Regions from separate parts of the Gossypium hirsutum genome. Here region 1 is linked to region 2. The links are chromatin contacts, called in public Hi-C maps. All regions are on one chromosome and are shown on one strand. The core of a region is the stretch at or near the end of the contact, and the rest is flanking DNA. Distances in the headings are between cores, read along the strand shown.

What was found. A called contact is a pair of places that touch in the nucleus more often than the background predicts.
Region 1: a contact with region 2 is called in a Hi-C map of leaf, with 2.0 times the contacts expected there. The contact joins the promoter of LOC107903786 here to the promoter of LOC107903789 in region 2. A contact is called at or near these places in 5 of 34 Hi-C or Micro-C datasets (callus, fibers, hypocotyl and 1 more).

Annotation. Positions count from the first base shown.
Region 1 is chrA10:76,496,842-76,499,816 of Gossypium_hirsutum_v2.1, forward strand. LOC107903786 reads left to right here and starts at 1,503. Exons shown (of 11, transcript XM_041079190.1): 1 at 1,503-1,785; 2 at 2,420-2,553; 3 at 2,679-2,846; 4 at 2,935-2,975. The coding sequence starts at 2,437.
Region 2 is chrA10:76,203,127-76,205,830 of Gossypium_hirsutum_v2.1, forward strand. LOC107903789 (phosphoglucan, water dikinase, chloroplastic) reads right to left here and starts at 1,425. Exons shown (of 19, transcript XM_016829956.2): 1 at 1,026-1,425; 2 at 149-761. The coding sequence starts at 1,210.

The DNA.
Region 1 (2,975 bases), core at 253-2,752, 290 kb after region 2:
TTCCCCTTTTAACATAAAATCTAAAGAGGCCTCTTATCAATTAGTCCAAAAAGTTTTTTCTACCAAAAATTATTTTTGTAACAAAGTTTATTCCAACCGGAAATACTGTAGCAAATACCCATTTTCGTAATTAATCTTTTTTTATATGTTTTTTTGTAATTAATTATTTTTTATGCTATTTAGGTAAAAAACCCTAAAATAATATGAGGACAAACCAAAAATCATGAGCGTATACCAAAAAACATTAGAGTATACCAAAACATATGAGAGGCTACTTGAAAACATAACGAGGTACCTATGAGAAGATATAAAAAATTTGAGATTATACCAAAAAACATGAGGATTACCAAAAAGTATGAGCAAATACCAAAATTGTGAGGGATTACCATAAAAACATGAAGAAATACTAAAAAATTGATGGGTAACTAGAAAACATGAGGGAATACAAAAAAAAATATGAGGATATACCAAAACTTGAGATATACTAATTTTCGGTTCATATTAAAATTTTGTTAATTTATTTTAATTTTAATTTTTAAAAATTATTATTAATTTAATCTATCCATTTCAATATTTTAACATAGAATTATATCTTTTACAAAATTTTAATTTTGAAACCATACCAACAAATATGAAGGTATATAGAAAAAAGAGGGATTGCAAAAATATCTAAGAGAGTACCGATAAACATGGGATTAATATATAAGAGAGTATCGATTTTTAATTTAAAAAATTATGAAATAATATCAAATTTTATGAGGAAGTATTAAAATATATAAGAAATTACCAAAAGTTTGTTGAGAAATGCCAAAAAGTATAAGATAGTATTAGAGGTGTTCATGAGTCGGGTTCGGGTCCAATTAAAATTTAGGCTTGAGTCCGACTTGAAAAATGGGCTTAAAATTTTATTCAAGTTCGACTTGGAGAAAAATGTTAAAATCTAGGTCCGACTCGGCTCATATTAAGTTTTTTATATTTTTATATAATTTTTTAAAAATATAATACATCAAAAATACTAAAAATAATAAAATAAATATTTCCCAACAAATTGAAAATAAATTTTAAAAAATATGCATGCTTAAATAATAAGATATGTATAACTTAACAAGTAAATGTCTCTAAAATAGTAACAAAATTAACAATAAAATAATAGTTATACAATAATAACAAAATAAGAAAATAGTAGAAAATAATAGTGAAATAGTAGTAAAATAGTAAAAAATAAGAAAATAACAAAAAAAGAGTAAAAAAATGATATTCAAGCTGGGCAGAGTCAAAAAAGTTTTATCTAAAGCCAGACCCGTTTTCTAAATAAGTTTTAATTTTTTACTTAAATCTATTTTTTGATTTTATATTTTTATCTAAATCTTCTTATTTTTTTTGTATGATTTTTGAATTGAGCGAGGTAACCCAATAATGAATAGGCTTAGATAGTATCAAGGAGAAAATAAAAAAATTTATGGTAGTATATTTATTTTTAACTTGTAACTTGATGAAGGGCTAAAAGTTGATCTTAAGGCTGTGTTGTTTTAGTTGTTGTTGTTTTTTTTTTTTCTTTTTTTTTTTCAGAGCTCACAGCAGAACTGCCCAAAAAACATGGTGCGCGCGATAGGCATGAATTAAAAGACGTATTTTTGGCCGAACCCCAAAACTATCTTCATTATTATCTCTATGTTCTCTACTCCTTTTTCTACTTAAAAATACATAAAATAATTAGTAAAATAACATAATAAACAACAAATCACCCAAAGGCCAAAACCTTCCCATCCCAGACCAAATTTTGATGTAAGAACATCATTCATTCTTTTTTAGTAAGAACATCCCATCTCTCCTTTTTTTTTGTTTATTTTATTTTATTGCAATCTATTTCCTTTTATCTTTATGTTCGATCATTTTCTTCTGGCTTGTCTTCGTACATGTTTTTATTTCTTTTTTTTTTCTGGAAAAATCGGAACTTTTGTATGAAATGTTCCTATTTTGTTGGTGGGTTTTGATGGTTTTGGGTTTTTTTTTTCAGTTCATATCGTATTTTAGATATGATTTAATCATATTTTAGGGTTTTTTTGGGTTATTGTGGTTCATTGGTTTGTTTGGAAGTAAGTTTCTTTTATGATTTCTGGGAATATTTGTTCTAAATTCCATTTCTTTTTAGGGTTTCTCTGGGGTCTTCTATTATATTTTAGGTTTTTTAAGGCGGTTTGTTTGGAAGTAGGTTTAGTAAATCCTGTGAATATTTGCTTCTATGATAAAAGAAAAGTAATGTTTGCTAGTCTGCTTGTAAGTTTATTTCCATGATTTTAGGAATACCCTTTTCTCCAATTAGTATATTGTCTTTAGGTTTCCAATGATTTTTATTCATTTTTGTTTCTGAGAAAGGAAAACATAAGAAAATAACAGCAATAATTTGATAATTTCACAGTTGAATGCAAATATAGCATGTCCCGTTTGCAACTGGGGGATTTCTATTACATGGCTGAAGATATCATTGATGATATGGATGAAGACGACTATGGTAGAGCTGGTGGAGACATGGATGCCCATGAATATGACATGGTTTGTTTTTCATTTTGGTTATATGTATTTATTTGTATATTTTTGTTAGTTTTAGTTTATTTTAGAATTAATGATGAAATTAATCACTTTCAAGCTATAATTTGACCATTTGACCATTTGAGCAGCTGACCAAGGTGACTGATACATCTTCTGGTCAAGCACGGAAGGGGAAGGACATTCAGGGAATTCCATGGGAAAGATTGAACATAACCAGGGAAGATTATAGATTGACAAGGCTTGAACAGTATAAGAATTATGAGAATATCCCGGCCTCTGGTGATGCTGTTGACAAGGTTTGTTTCTTCTACGATCTCTAAACAAGATAGTTTGTCCTAAAGAGACTATCATTTGAGTTGTATTTAATTGGTAATTTTTTTATAGGAATGCAAACAGATGGAAAAAGGTGGGAACTACTATGAGTT
Region 2 (2,704 bases), core at 175-2,674:
ACACATGTCCATAATGCTAAACATCATAAAATTATACTGTATGTTTAGTAAATTTCAAATTCAAGTGCATGTATATATATTGATTATGACATTTCTAGAATTTTTCTATGAATATGAATTTTGCAATCAACAAAATGACTATGTGTACCTTTCTCCACCAATTCCTTGCACTTTTATCACCTTCAACTAATTTCAAAGCCAACCCTTCAAGACCAGTCGTATCCCATCTCGTCTCCAATTCTCTGTTGTGATGTTCATTTGACCGCATGAAGGAAGCAGGCCTCCCTTGCCATTGTCCAACAAAAGGACTTGCCTCGACCTCCAAGGCATCAGTAGTAGATGTCGATTCACTATGACCAGCATCATCCACACTGTCAACATATTCTTCCGAACTTAAAGGCAATAATTCCAACGTCTCCTCTGTGGAATTCCAGTGACATATCATCCCAAAATTTCCTCCCTGAGGCAGTTTCAGAACACGGTTATTTCCACCTTCCCATGCTACACTCTTGTCCTTACTAACAACCACAAATTTGAACTCAACAGACTCGCCCCCTTTCAACTCCAAGTCACATATCCATCCATCCTCACTCCAGTTCATAGGCACCTGCTTCTTCCAGGATCCCAATTCTTTTGTGGACCCCAAGATCACTACATGCTCACCAAATTGAACTTGGTGGTCTAAACAGACATTAAGCCCTACTTTGCCACTTCCAGACATTGGTTTCACTTTCGTCATCTTCTTCTTCTTTTCTTCTTCTCTGCTCCAAAAAAAGAAACCCATTTTAGCAATCTCCATCCTCAAGAGGATTCGATACCATTTCATACAATCAATCAGGAAAAAACTATGTCATTAGATTTTTCAATCATAATAAAAGTAAAACTCAAATAACCTTTCCATTTGCAGACATTTCTCATCAGCAAAAGTTAAGTATAATTAAATATCAACAATGATAAGAAGGAGAAGAAGCCTAGACAACGAATGTTGTAAAAAGAAGAAGAAAGGAGAAAGGCGAAAAGGGTACCTAGTGGGAGTAGAGGAAACGGCGAAAACAAGAGAATGAGAGTGTTTACGGTGGCGGTTGATTCCCGGCGGAAACGGGAAAGGAAAAGAAATCCTGAGGCTGAAAATAGTAGCGTCGGGGAGGAATTTGAGTTGCTTCCGAGCTGGGATTTGAAAATGGAGTGAACGTAGAGAAATAGAATCCATTGCTTCTTTTCCCTTTTTTTCTCCTTTGTACGTCTTGGGATTGAGATCTTGTGCTTGTATAGGCAGAGAGAACAAAGAAATGAAGCCTACTATACTGATCTCTCACAGTTCACTGAATCATGGATTGGGATTTCTGGTCTCAATTGCTGGGTTTGCGCCACGTGGGATGCTCAACCCAATTGTCTATTTGTAAATTCCTAGTCACGTATTTTCTGTAATTAAATTAAAATATGACCAAGATCCAAGATATTTATACTTGAAATATGAGAATCCTTGGAAGATATTTATATTCATATAATTTAACTGTCTATTTTTATTATATTTTTTTTTATTTTCAAGATGATGAATAAAATAAATTATATAAAGTCAATTTCCATAATTAAATATATTTATTGAATAAAATAAAGGTTAATCGTTACTAGGATCGTTTTAGTTTTAAGAAATAATTTATTAAATTTATTTTAAAATAAATATAAATTTATCTTTATAATAATCTCATTCGTTTGTCAAGATTTTATCTGTTATAAAGAGATGATTGTTATGCACCTAAAACAACATACTATTATAGATAAATAATTATTATAAACTTACCATAAAATAAACAAAATTAAAATACCTATAACAAGTGCATGCATTATTACTTTTATGTATTTTTTACTTTATATTTTTTCACATGATTAATTATGAACTTTATAAATCTAACAAGTTCAATTAATCAGTATGAGTTATCAAATTAAATTAATCAACTATTAAATTCAAGTAATCAATTTATAAGATTATGATGTTCCAAATTCATATTAAAATATTTAATTATGGAACTTAATAGTTTATTGGATTGATATCTTTAATTCTATTAGTTGAAGATTATTTCATTTAATAAAATATAATTAATAGATTTTTTTCATGTGAAATTTAAATATTTTATTGAAATAATATTTTAGTTAAGATTATTTTTATCTAATAAATTGTAATTAATAAGTTTGCTTAAATGAAATAGCTGTAATTTTACTTTTTAAATAGTATGTTGTTATAGAGAACTAGATTAAAAAAGAATGTACTTCATAACTTTGTAGCTTTGGTTGTTGTTTTTATAAGTGGAAATTTGCTATAGAGAGTTAAAATAAAATATAAAAAAAAATTATTTTACTAAAAACTTGGTTGTTATAACAAATATAAATAATTTTATTTATTTCATAAATATTATTGTTTTGAGATTGTTTCTTAAAACATGATTTTTAAAACTATCTCAATACTCATTAGTGTTAAGGTATTCCTTAAATAATCAAGATTTTTTCGCCTTTGGAATTATGGCGGGTGTTAAGAGATAAAATCTCAACATTTAAAAATACCTCAACACCCAATTAAATACTCTAATGGACCCCTAAATCTAAATGATTTTTTAAAATTTTAATAAGAGTTCAACAGGCTCCAAAGATCATTTAAATTTTCCAACAGAATCCTAAGTCTAAACATTTTTTAAATATAAACAAACAT